Linked DNA regions of Ovis aries: region 2 is linked to region 1. Evidence: chromatin contacts called from public Hi-C data. All regions are on one chromosome and are shown on one strand. Each heading gives the region's core, a stretch centred on a gene start, on an enhancer-like site or on the middle of the called end of the contact. The rest is flanking DNA. Distances are from core to core; before and after follow the strand shown.

What was found. Hi-C and Micro-C count contacts between places; a contact is called where the count stands out from the background.
Region 2: a Hi-C map of tail adipose tissue shows a contact between it and region 1, with 5 times the contacts expected there. The contact joins two enhancer-like sites. A contact is called at or near these places in 10 of 16 Hi-C or Micro-C datasets (blood, hypothalamus, liver and 5 more).

Annotation. Positions count from the first base shown.
Region 1 is chr2:32,040,509-32,043,578 of ARS-UI_Ramb_v3.0, reverse strand. It overlaps DAPK1 (death associated protein kinase 1), which reads left to right. Exons shown (of 27, transcript XM_042243060.2): 18 at 1,438-1,536. Among named protein-coding and RNA genes, the nearest start is that of CTSL, 110 kb to the right of the region's middle. Within about 2 kb of position 1,673, at least 8 of the 54 cell types and tissues checked have an H3K27ac peak or open chromatin away from gene starts, as enhancers often do.
Region 2 is chr2:32,365,974-32,369,297 of ARS-UI_Ramb_v3.0, reverse strand. No RefSeq gene overlaps it. Among named protein-coding and RNA genes, the nearest start is that of TRNAA-AGC, 58 kb to the right of the region's middle. Within about 2 kb of position 1,942, at least 10 of the 54 cell types and tissues checked have an H3K27ac peak or open chromatin away from gene starts, as enhancers often do.

The sequences.
Region 1 (3,070 bases), core at 424-2,923:
GCAAATGAAAAACCTTAAGTTCCAGGAGTTCCTTGGTAACCTAATGGTTAGAATTCTGGGCTTTCACTGCCATGGCCAGGTTCAATCCTGGTCAAGAGCTGAGATGCCGCAAGCTGTGTGGCACAGCCGACAAAGAAAAAAAAATCGTTTAAATACCTTTGTTGCTGTTCAGTCAGTCAGTTGTGTCCGACTCTTTGCGACCCCGTAGACTGCAGCACTCCAGGCTGCTTAAGTTCTGTTTATTAAGTTATTCAACCCAAACAACCTAATATTTCAGGAGCTGATGGAACAAATGAGTCACATAAATTGAAAGAAAGCTATTTTTTTTTAAATTCTCAATTGACCACAGTTGTATACTAATGGTAGGTGTGTGCTCATTGGGAACCTTCAGAAATAGTCACAGAAAAGTATTACATTAATATTTCCTGCTGAGACTGGCTTACCATTTACGAGCATCTAGAAAAAGAGCAGAGAAGGCAATGGCACCCCACTCCGGTACTTTTGCCTGGAAAATCCCTTGGACGGAGGAGCCTGGTGGGCTGCAGTCCATAGGGTCGCTGAGAGTCAGACGTGACTGAGAGACTTCACTTTCACTTTTCACTTTCATGCATTAGAGAAGGAAATGGCAACTCACTCCAGTGTTCTTGCCTAGAGAATCCCTATTTAAACCTTGGACTCTTTAAAGGTGTCCAACAAGCACACACCTTTCATTAGTACACAACTGACTCTTTAAACCTTGGACTCAGAGTGGACACCACCACCCCTATATCCTGTTCTATGTGGATCTTCACAAGATACCTGCTTTGTATCACAGTCACCGCCAACCCTGTGCAGTGCATACGCAATGTCACTGAAAGGAAGGCAGTCCCAGCTAATTTGAGACACTGAACTGCCTGAAGCTAGTAGTTTCCCTGGTGTCGGAACCTGCTGGTTCCATCAAAAATTTAAAGTATTCCTCAACACCCCCTTGAATACACTGCAGTGCCCCCAGATACCTTGGCCCATGGTTTGGGAGCCGTAGGCAATCAAAAATGCTGGGTATGGCCGTGGCGTTTCACCGCATTAGAGCATCTTCACTTTCTGTCCTTCCATGCCTTCTTCCCTTGCTGTCTCTAAATCTGAGCCACAGTGCAAATTTTTCTGGAACTTTGGGGCCTTCAGCCCTGACTCATGCCTCCTTTCTTCCAGCACAGCAGGAGACTTAATTTAGTTATTTTATGATAAGCCTCCCACTCTTTCAGCCTTTGAAGTTTTATTTTAAAGTCACTCTGTTAGCTGAGAAATACTTGAAAACATTTTGTTTGGCTTGCCTCCCCAAGGAGATGGCAAGTTTCTGGAGAAAGGAGACCTCGCCTCCTATCTCTTCCTGGTCCCTCCACACATGTCATCCTCGGCAGCAAGGGTGAGGTCTCTCCCGGGTCTTTTTGTCTCCTGCAGTATGGACGGACGCCTCTGCACCTTGCCGCCAACAACGGGATTCTGGACGTGGTCCGCTACCTGTGTCTGATGGGCGCCAATGTGGAGGCGCTGACCTCGGTGAGTAGCCCTCTGGCAGAAGAAAATGACTGCCAGTGTCTCAAGCCTCGAGGGCACGAGAGGGAAGGTATTGCTTGGCAACTGCACTGCAAAGCAGACAGGCTGCTATTAAGCTCCAGCTCCTCCGCAGGCAGTTATGTAAACATCTGCCCACACAAACCCAGGGTAAGATCTTGTTAATGCCTCATCCTCTTCTTTCCCCAGACCCACACTGCCGGGAACACCTGCTGTTTCCCACTGGCCTTTTCGTTTCCTGTGTTATACAACAGGCCTTCATGTTTTGTATTAGCTTGTGTGTTTATCTTTTCTAAGTATGCCCCCTCCACTGTGGGGGACTGGAGGGGCCATGGGCTTTCAGAGAGGGAGGAGGAAGGCCCCTCAGTGTGGGGGGAGCAGGTGACAACAGCTGTCCTCTCGTCTTTGAAAGGTCTGGCTTTGCTCTTAGGCCTGCATGCATGCAGTAGTGTCCGACTCTTTTGTGACCCTATGGACTGTAGCCCGCCAGGCTCCTCTGTCCACGGGATTCTCCAGAATACTGGAGTGGGTTTCTGTGCCCTTCTCCAGGGGATCTTCCCAACTCCAGGGACCTAACATCTCTTATGTCTCCTGCATTGGCAGATGGGGTTTTTTTTTTTTGCTTTTTTTTTTTTTTATCACTAGCATCACCAGGGAAGCCACTGCATATTTTAAAATAAGGTTTCTTTAGTTTCCCCTCTTTAGTTTCACTCCTGACACTCCCCATTCCAGACGTGGTACCTCCCTGCAGAAGAAACCCTTTGATCCTCATTTTGAGGATACTAGAGAGGAACCAGACCCATTGTTGTGTCTGCGGATGAGATAAGGTTGCTGTTTTACAGCTGCAGTGAAACATTATCTTTTGAGCTGTTTCTGGCCTGGCAGTGGGTTGAGTCTCCACTGGCTCATGTGAGAGATTCCTAAAACTCACAAGAGCTTTGCTAACACAAACTGTTTCTTTAGAGGAGACCCACTGGAGTTTTAAAATATGGGAGCTAACCTTGGGAAAATCAGGGATCTGAAGCTGGAGAATCATACAGGGGATGGCAAACTGTGGACCACAGACCAAACTCAGCCTGCTGCCCACTTCTGTTAATAAAGTTTTATTATTATTATTATTTTATTATTTTATTTATTATTTATAAGTTTTTAATATTTATTTATTATGCCTGTTGTTTACATATTGTCTGCAGCCATTTTCACTCTTCAAGGGGAGACTTGAGCAGTTGCAACAGAGACCCCAACGCCCTCAGAGCCCCAAATATCTGCTCTTAGGCCCTTTACAGAAAATGGTTGCTAACCCCTGGCCTAGGGCATTGCCTCCCTGGTGGCACAAATGTGACGAGAATGTCATTCCCTCCCCACAAGCAGGGGGTCTGTTTTCTGCAGTGTTGAGCCCTGAGCTGGGCTCCTCTGCAGGCCCAGTGATGACCAATGCTTTACCTGGGACTGGACTTTCTTAGGGCACCTGCTCGCCCATCACAAGCCCACCCACAGCCACCTATGAACCTGATGTGCC
Region 2 (3,324 bases), core at 693-3,192, 330 kb before region 1:
AAATCAGAATAATTAAGTCCAAAATGCACACAAGGAAAAGAGTTAATTTTCAGCTTTGACTCCAAAAATTTTACTTTTGAACCCCTACAAATATGATAGTTTTGACAATTCTGTGAGTGTCTGAGTCAAGCTTGCCAAATTGATTCTACAGCTTTGCTGTAAATCATAGGATAAATAATGCAAGAGGTGGTGATAGGGAAATCCTTGATATACAGAAAGGAGAAGAACCTTCTTCTAGCCTCAATGGAACTCAGAAAGGAAGAAATGAAAAAAAAATAAATAAACTAGAGTGAAAGGATCAGAGTTGCCACTGTTCTCAATATCTATTCTTCACTCCCACCTTGGGGAAGATGTGAGAAACCAGACAACTCCCAGGTATGTCTTTAGGAAGCGGTCTTTGATGTGGCACCACATCAAATACACATGGCTAACCATGGTGAAAAAGACATCTGTGTAGATAGCCTAAGAACATGTTACTGATGCCCTAGAGCTCTGCATGGTCTGCAGAAGTTCCAGAACTTTGTCCCTTCCCCAGTAGAGAGACTCAGAAAATACAAGAGGGCCTGTGCCAGCTAAAGTCATGATGAAGGAGCCTTGGAGTCTATGAAGCACAGTGACTCATGATCCATCCCCAACATGATACCAGAAAGCCAGAAGGGACCAACTGCTCAAGGCAGACTCCACGCTGAGGTCCAGAAAATGGTTTAGCCCATTTGCAATTAGAAGATGTGATGCTACTGACCCAGAGCCCAAAGTTCCCCTTCCTCACCACCCCAAGTTCAGCAGGGAGAAGAAATCTGAAATCTTGAAATAGTTGGGAAATGTAGACACTCCCAAGTCTCCACCCCACTAACACCTGAGGACTTGTAAGGAAATGCAGATGATTTATGTGAACTACAAAATCTGAGCTTTCTTCGTGTATTTCATAGTGGTATATACATTTTCATTTGGGAGAAGGCAATGGCAACCCTCTCCAGTACTGTTGCCTGGCAAATCCCATGGATGGAGGAGCCTGGTAGGTTGCACTCCATGGGGTCGCTAGGAGTCGGATACGACTGAGCAACTTCACTTTCGCTTTTCACTTTCATGCATTGGAGAAGGAAATGGCAACCCACTCCAGTGTTCTTGCCTGGAGAATCCCAGGGACGGGGGAGCCTGGTGGGCTGCCGTCTCTGGGGTCACACAGAGTTGGACACGACTGAAGCGACTTAGCATACACATTTTCATATTCACCACAACTAGTTTTCTTTGTTATAGGGTATCTTCTGATAGAAACTAAGTGATCATTCTACTTAGATTTTATACCAGGAAGTCACATGGACAGTATATTACACTTTCTAAATGAATCCATTCTTGACTGCCATATTCAAAATAACAGTTATCTTCCACAAGGTGGCCCTCGAAGCAACAAAATAACTGCATCCAGAACAGCCGCACCAATAAAAGGAGTTGATCTGAGTTGTTTTTATTTCCCATTTATAAGTAATTAATCGAGTAGGAAAAAAAGAAAAATTAAACACTGTGCTAACAAACTGATTTGTGTCTTCGGTGTTCATTTTCATCAAATAGAGCAGAAACTCCAAATCACATGGACAGCAACACAGCAGTCTTCAGCTATTTCAGAAACAAGGAAACTCACACATGACTTAATTTCTGTCAGTTTTTTTAAACCTGAAAATTTGTAGTGACAGTAAAGAAAAAAGCCCCAAAAGATTAGTCATTGTGCACATGGGGTTAAAAACACAAACAGGAAAAAGAAAAAAAAAAAAAAAACAGACTTCAGCCATCATGCAATTCCAGATTGCCAGATTTCTTGATTATGGCTTTTAATCAAAACCCAGCCAGCTGCCTGTATTTAACTTTAATTGTCAAGCTCTAGGTCTCAGCCAATCATCTCGCTTCTGAGCTGGCAGTCTAACAACAACAAAATATGAAACTCTCTCCCTGACCTAGTTTAGTGGGAGGGGAAAAAGAAGAGGAAGAGGAAGAATCAGCTCAGGATTGGGTCAGTGTTCCTTTGAAGAACACATCTCCAGCTTTCTAAAGCAAAACAACATCTGTGCCTGGAAACTGGTTTAGCACCTTCCAGATAAACAAATAGCATTTTTATAACCCTGCTGTCCCCCTCTTTTCTTCCTCCCCACCGAAAAGCAATGTTAGCACTTCAAAGACTCGTGGGCAGCCAGAGGCAAGGCCTGGAAGAACCTTCTTTGTTAGTTTGTCCTGGGCTCCCCTGTTGGCTAAGGATTCACTCTGTGCTATTAATTTCTCTGTTCTTGGTCCTTTGTGAGATTTGGAGCAAGCCTCTCTCCCTCCCAGCTTGCTAACAGCTCCAAATATTCTATTTTTCCTCAGGGATAGATACCTTAGCTGCCTTTCTCAACCTGGTATGTGAAGAATGCTGCTTCGTTTGAGTGAATGGAAAAAATTCTCAGTAAACAGAAGCAATCCTTCTCTCTGTCTCTCCCCTCATCTTTCTGAGAATTATAAATAATGGACAAGAGGAGGAGGTCTTCCTGACAGTGTCAAAAAGATCAGGGTCTTTTAAAACCATCCCAAGCACAGACCTGAGGTGGAGTGTCTTGCTCCAGGCTCCCCAAACATCCTCCCACAATCAATTCGACTTTGAGCTTGACCTTGAGATCTGACACAAGGTTATGGCATCAGGATTGGTCACAGTGCATAGCAACAAGTTTCCTTCTCTCCAGTCATTTACATATAGACGAAACAGCTAATATTCAAATCAGTGGAAGCAGACCCACAGCTGATTGAATTAAATCTCTTCTCCAGCTTGATTTGCATAACCTGCAATAATCAGAATGGAGAGTGAAAGCATAATTGAAAGGAGAAAATATATACTAGCAGCCATTTGGAATTAGGCAGGGTTGAACTAAGCTGGTAAATTCTGATTTTACTGAAAGCAAAACTGCCCTTGGCTAACTTTAATTTTAAAATATTAAGAAATGTGATTTGGGAAACTGGAAAGTTAATTAATAAATAAAGTCTTAGAAAACCTTTGATTAATAGCAACCAAAAGAAAAATTTTTTTTGAGAAATGTTGAGCTAGTGATCTGAAAAGTTTTCTCACATTATTCTACAGGTCCCTCAGAAGCAATCTCTGCATACTATGTTCTATCCTATCCCTGGGAAGGAAAATAATTCAACCAATATTTATTTTATGGTAAAACATTTACTGCAAGAATCTTCCCCATTGCTATACCCAAACTCCAGTTTCCTCAGAATATGGTTCATGTATGACACCTCCACTTTCATCCCCCCACCCACATTGCCTTTATAAAATAACAAAGCCTGAAAGGAAAGCCC